Linked DNA regions of Ovis aries: region 2 is linked to region 1. The links are chromatin contacts, called in public Hi-C maps. All regions are on one chromosome and are shown on one strand. The core of a region is the stretch at or near the end of the contact, and the rest is flanking DNA. Distances in the headings are between cores, read along the strand shown.

Region 1 (2,700 bases), core at 111-2,610:
GTATATCTGTATTTAGTAATCTAATATCAAACTCCAAGTGCACTGTTACTGTTCTGTTCATCACCAGAGCCCACACCTAAAGAACTTTTCGCAAAGGTTTAATGAGTATCTGAATGAAGGAATACAAAAGCACATCTATCAAAGCAAACAAATCAACTTACATGTTTCTATCCTCCTGTGTAATATGGCGACGTCTTTCAATATTATTGCTACTATGGCATTTCCTTCTCCAAGTATTTGCTGAGCAACCTCAGTGTTCAAGACAGGTTCTAGATACTGCAGTTACAGCGATGAACAGAAGAGATGATCTAACCCTCTTACATGTTAGCCAGCAAGACACACGCCATTATTAAACAACAGCCTGCAGACCTGCTTATTAACTTCAACAGAGGGTGTGAAGGAGATGCTCTCAGGGCACATAAAGCGGAACCTCAGCGGCTCTGGGGTCAGGACACACCTGCTTGAAGGAGAGCTGTTTTCAGCCACTATCTGAAACAATATGATCGGAGCCAAGTTGGGTCTGGGCATCAGGGCTGGTATGCTGCTGAAATGGGATGAATTTCATACAGAAGAAACTGCATTTGAAAGGATTCTGTATGAGGGAGAAATCGACACATGTTGAAGGACCAAAGCCAAAAATTAAGGGGTAGAATGACACTCAAGATAAAGCAAGAGCACAGAGGGTGCCGTGAATCTTGTGCTTTGGCCTTTGTCCTAGAGTTATGGGAGCTCCTTATACTGATTTAAGGGAAGTGATCTGATTAGATGTGTACTGTAGGAAACAAATATTACTAATATGTTTTGTTTATTTTTTGAGCCCAGAACAAAGTCCCTCATACCTAGACTCTAGCAAACAGTATTACTTTTATATTACTAAGTAAAAATTCATTTTAACTCACCGGTCCTAGAGATTCTCCAAGAATAAAAAATAAAGAAGGTTATTGTAAAACACCAAACAGAAAGCCCAAAGAAATGTGCAATCACAGGACTAAACAACTCCGTCATTTTTGAGCGCCTGTAGTATTCATTTGCTATCGGCAGGTGGCGTGAGGCGTCATGTTACTACCCATAGCTATCAAGAGCAGGGGTGAGTTACTTAAATCTCTGCTGAGTCAGGGAGAAATAATGTCAGAGCCCAAACATGCTATTTATATTGTACATCACGTGACCTGGCTCCAGTGTCTCTTCTCTGGCTTAGTTCTTCCCCTCACACAATACAATTCTCTCATTACTTAGCTTGTTTACATTTGACAAAATGTAATAGGATTTATAACATTGAAAGTTTTATTTTAAAAGTGTTTTTACAGTCTCCCTACCCCTCCCATCAACAGAAAAAGTACTCTGCCTATTTCCAACCAGACAGTATTTTGATTTCTCACTGCACAGAGGCTAACGTTTCCTAACAGGGAGTGTACACAGAAGGAGTGTCTGCTAACCGCCTTTTGTCTCAGAAGATACTGCTTCAGTATTCTTCCTAAATACTTAGATATATGATAAAGCAACACGCTTAGAGGAACACTGTTTGCTTACATGTGAGAGGGAGAGCTTATTCAATCTCCAAATTTTTTTAACACAAAAAAGCCCCAGTTTCTAAGAGATTGGGACTGTCACCCAGTTCCCAGGTGCTCGTGCTGTCCGAAGCCAGTCGCCCACAACCCCCTGGAGCCAGCTGATGTGACCTGGGGTGGGAGGCCCCTACCTCCATTCTGCTTTGTTGTGCAGGAATGAGTTACACTGGTCAGAAAGCTTCGAATCGAGTGACATGGACTCCAGGATTGAAATGATTTGCTTGAAAGAAGGCCGTTTCTGAAGGAGAAAAAAATAATCACTTGTTGGGACTTAGGAAAGTAGATCTTTAAGAAAAAATCCACAAGCATAGCAATACGGTCAAATCACCATAACAAAATAAGATATGCTGGAATATCCTGATTTTGTTCTTTCACAACTGTCGCACTGCATAGGAACCATACTTATTTTCAATCAATTATTCATAATAGGCTCACATGTCATTTTTCTATTTTGTTGTCTAAGGTTGGAATGATTACAGTATTTTTCCAGGTTAGGTAAGAACTAATTAGTTCTCTTTGAGGTATGTTTAAAGACTCCTGAAAGGAAACAGTTTAGTCTTTTAAAAAGTCATCTATGTGATAAAGCAAGCAGAGTGAAAGTTAACGGTAGGGTCTGGGTGATAGGGGTCTTCCTAGGTGGTGCTGGCGGTAAAGAACATGTCCGCCAATGCAGGAGACATAGAGACACGGGTTTGATCCCTGGGTCAGGAAGATCCCCTAGAGGAGGGCATGGCAACCCACTCCAGTATTCTTGCCTGGAGAACCCCATGGACAGAGGAGCCTGGTGGGCTACAGTCCACAGTGTTGCAAAGAGTCGGACACGAATGAAACGGCTTAGCATGCACGCATGCACAGTGGGTGATAGGTATACCAGTGCTCACGGCAAAATTCTTTCAACTTTTCCACGTGTTTGAAAATTTTTATAATAAACTGTTGGAGGAGAATTACTTATTAATCTAGCAGAACTTATACAAGTTCCTAAACCAGCTGCTCAGAGAAAAAAATTCCCCAATTTTAAAGCCATCATAACTTCACTGTTCTCAATGGTTATTCCATAATATAACTAGCTTTGGTGCTTGAAAACTCTCACGTACTGTTTACCAGAAATTGAAAAAGCAGTGGTTAGGTGTAT
Region 2 (2,700 bases), core at 49-2,548, 180 kb after region 1:
AATGGCAACCCACTCCAGTATTCTTGCCTGGAAAATTCCATGAACAGAGGAACCTGAAAGCCTGGGATTGCAGAGTTGGACATGACTGAACACAGTCACACACAGCTAATAACCTAAACAACTGACCGAAAAATAACCTTATTTTTTCTGTAATTTTTCAATGTTGATGAAGCCGATCATTTTGAATCTGTACTTACATCATTATTAGCTTTTATGAATATATATTTGTGAATAAGAATCTTTTGGAACAAGACCAAAGGTTCTTATCAAAATGCAACATTTAGTCTAGGTACTTGGTTTAACTTGAGAAGAAAAAAAAAGGAATCTTGAACTTCTTCATACCCGCTCCTTGCAAAGGGAAAGAAGAATTCATTTTGCAATGAGCACAAATCCTTTACCACAAATCAGTATGGTTATCTAAGTTGACTACATCGTAATTAAATCTTGTTTGGATTAGCATTTTTGCAAGAGGCTAATTAAATTGCTGCATTTGCTCCCTGTGTTCTCCTTGCAGAGTGCTTCATAAATGGCCTGTGTGGAATGGGAAAACAGATTTAGAGAAGCTATGGCATGTCTCTCGCAGTGCTGGGGAAGCGGTGGGGCTTTATGTGTGCAGGGGTGGTCAGGGGCTGAGAGCAACTTCAGAGACCCCAGGCTGAAGGTGGCGAGGAGGGTCATGGACACGGCTGGCCTTTGTCCTCTCTGTGTGCGCATGAAAGGACATGCAGGACTGCTTTTGTGCTCACTGCTCTGGTCACTTGATCACCCTAGGTAAGTCACAAAATTTCTCTCTGCCTCAGTCTCCCTCACCTGGAAAAGGCAAAGATAACATTTGGACCCCCAACTTCACAAAGTTCTGGGCAGGTCAAAGAGCTTGAACAGAATATATGGAAGTTCTCCAAAAATACCACGCGAAACATACTTCCTGCCACGAGGTTTACATCTCATGCGTGAGGATCCTGGTTTCTGAATCTAAGTCTTCTCCAGGGGGATTGTGTGAAGAGTTCTACTGTGCGGGATAGTGCAGCTTAAATAACGTTTAAATAATATAAGCCAATTTATCCTGAAGGCTAAATTCACCCATAATCAGAAGGAAGAGGGAGATAAGAAAGACAAAAACACTAAACAAACAAACAAAAAAGATAAAATTCCCTAGTTCCTGAAAGGCTCTCCTGTGCTGCTCTGTAAAACAGCAGCATCAGGCCCCTACAGGTTTTCCATTTCCATGTCTGTGTGCAGACTTCTTCTCTCCTCCCTCGGTGCACGCGGCCCTGCCAGGCTAAGGCGAGGAGAGGAGGTGCCCTAGAGAGCAGGGAAGCACACACTGTCACAGCTTCCACAGTCATCTCCTTCCAGATAGAGACATCTGACCCCCGCAATCAGCCGATTCAAGGCTCCTGGGAAAGTGGCTGCACTCCGAACCAGAAATTCATAAGCAACATTTTACCCAATCTTTCTTTCAAAAGGCATTTTTTTTTTTCCAAATTAAGAGATACCAGCATTTGAATCTAAGGGCTTTGGATATCCCGCAGAACTCCCAAATTTTTGGCAAAATAATTCAAGGCACTTGGCAAGCTGGCATGTGAGAAATGTCAAGCAGCGGTTGCTTCTTTGTTTAGCTCTGGAAATTAGACTCTGTATGGGATCTAAACTTTTTGGCTCAAGCAAACTGCCCAGCTGGGGTCACTTGTGCTCCCCACCTTCCTAGGCTAGAGCTCCCTGCTTTTAGAAAGGAAAGACGTCTCCCAGCCACAAGCTGCATTTAGCATTTTATTTTTAGCACTGTGGTGATACCAAAAACATGGAAGTAAACAGGAGGTTGTCAGGCATATCTAAATAGCAGGAGAAGATTAAATTCATGTCAGGGAGAAATCTAACTGGCCCCTGTAGTAAATAAATTGTTTCCCACGAAGTGCTGTTAAATAGAATATTTATAAGACGCTTGCTTTTTCTGATGTTTATGGAGATGATTTTCATGGGCCAGGTTAGCTCGTCTTTATGCATTTTATGGATTTTATCCCGGCTGAGTTGGAAGCACGGTTTTACACGCATGTTCCCACTGCCCTCTACTGGCAAGAACGTGTCAAGTTAGACCTCGACTCGCCCAGCCTTTAAAACAGAACTTTTGCAGCAGAACTTTGCTGACAGAGCCTTGAAACTGAAGGAGGCACGCAGTCTCAGTAGTTCAGAGCAAAAAGAGGTCATGATTTTAACCTGAGCATCAGCCCTGTAGGATGTCAATATTACAAAAGCTAGACAAAGCACAGTTCTCACAAGAGTTCAGTAATTCTTAAGTCTCTGTGGTTGGTGTGTTAGTTGCTCAGTCGTGTCCCCAGACTCTTTGTGACCCCATGGACTGTAGCCCACCAGACTCCTCTGTCCATGGAATTCTCTAGGTGAGAATACTGGAGTGGGTTGCCATTTCCTTCCCCAAGGGATCTTCCTGACCCAGGGATCAAACCTGGCTCTCCTGCATTGCAGACATATTCTTTACCATCTGAGTCACCTGATGCATAAACAGATTTAATATCTCACTTTGCTTTTTAAGGTGTAATCTAAGGGGACAAAATGAAGCCACAGCTCAAATGTTTTTCCCTCCCCAAGTGAATACTTACTGGGCTGCGATCTTAATAAATTTTTTTAAGAGCTGAACACGCTTGCTAGGCTGAGAACAAAGGCAAATCTCAGTGACAACCCAAA

Evidence for each region. A called contact is a pair of places that touch in the nucleus more often than the background predicts.
Region 2: a contact with region 1 is called in a Hi-C map of muscle, with 7 times the contacts expected there. The contact joins two enhancer-like sites. A contact is called at or near these places in 10 of 16 Hi-C or Micro-C datasets (hypothalamus, liver, mesenteric adipose tissue and 5 more).

What each region holds. Positions count from the first base shown.
Region 1 is chr2:136,701,166-136,703,865 of ARS-UI_Ramb_v3.0, forward strand. MAP3K20 (mitogen-activated protein kinase kinase kinase 20) reads right to left here. Exons shown (of 19, transcript XM_060411103.1): 10 at 1,700-1,806. Among named protein-coding and RNA genes, the nearest start is that of CDCA7, 84 kb to the left of the region's middle. Within about 2 kb of position 1,361, at least 19 of the 54 cell types and tissues checked have an H3K27ac peak or open chromatin away from gene starts, as enhancers often do. A contact at or near this core is called in muscle, where this site is marked.
Region 2 is chr2:136,880,848-136,883,547 of ARS-UI_Ramb_v3.0, forward strand. It overlaps RAPGEF4 (Rap guanine nucleotide exchange factor 4), which reads right to left. Exons shown (of 29, transcript XM_060411105.1): 24 at 2,616-2,700. Among named protein-coding and RNA genes, the nearest start is that of MAP3K20, 67 kb to the left of the region's middle. Within about 2 kb of position 1,299, at least 9 of the 54 cell types and tissues checked have an H3K27ac peak or open chromatin away from gene starts, as enhancers often do. A contact at or near this core is called in muscle, where this site is marked.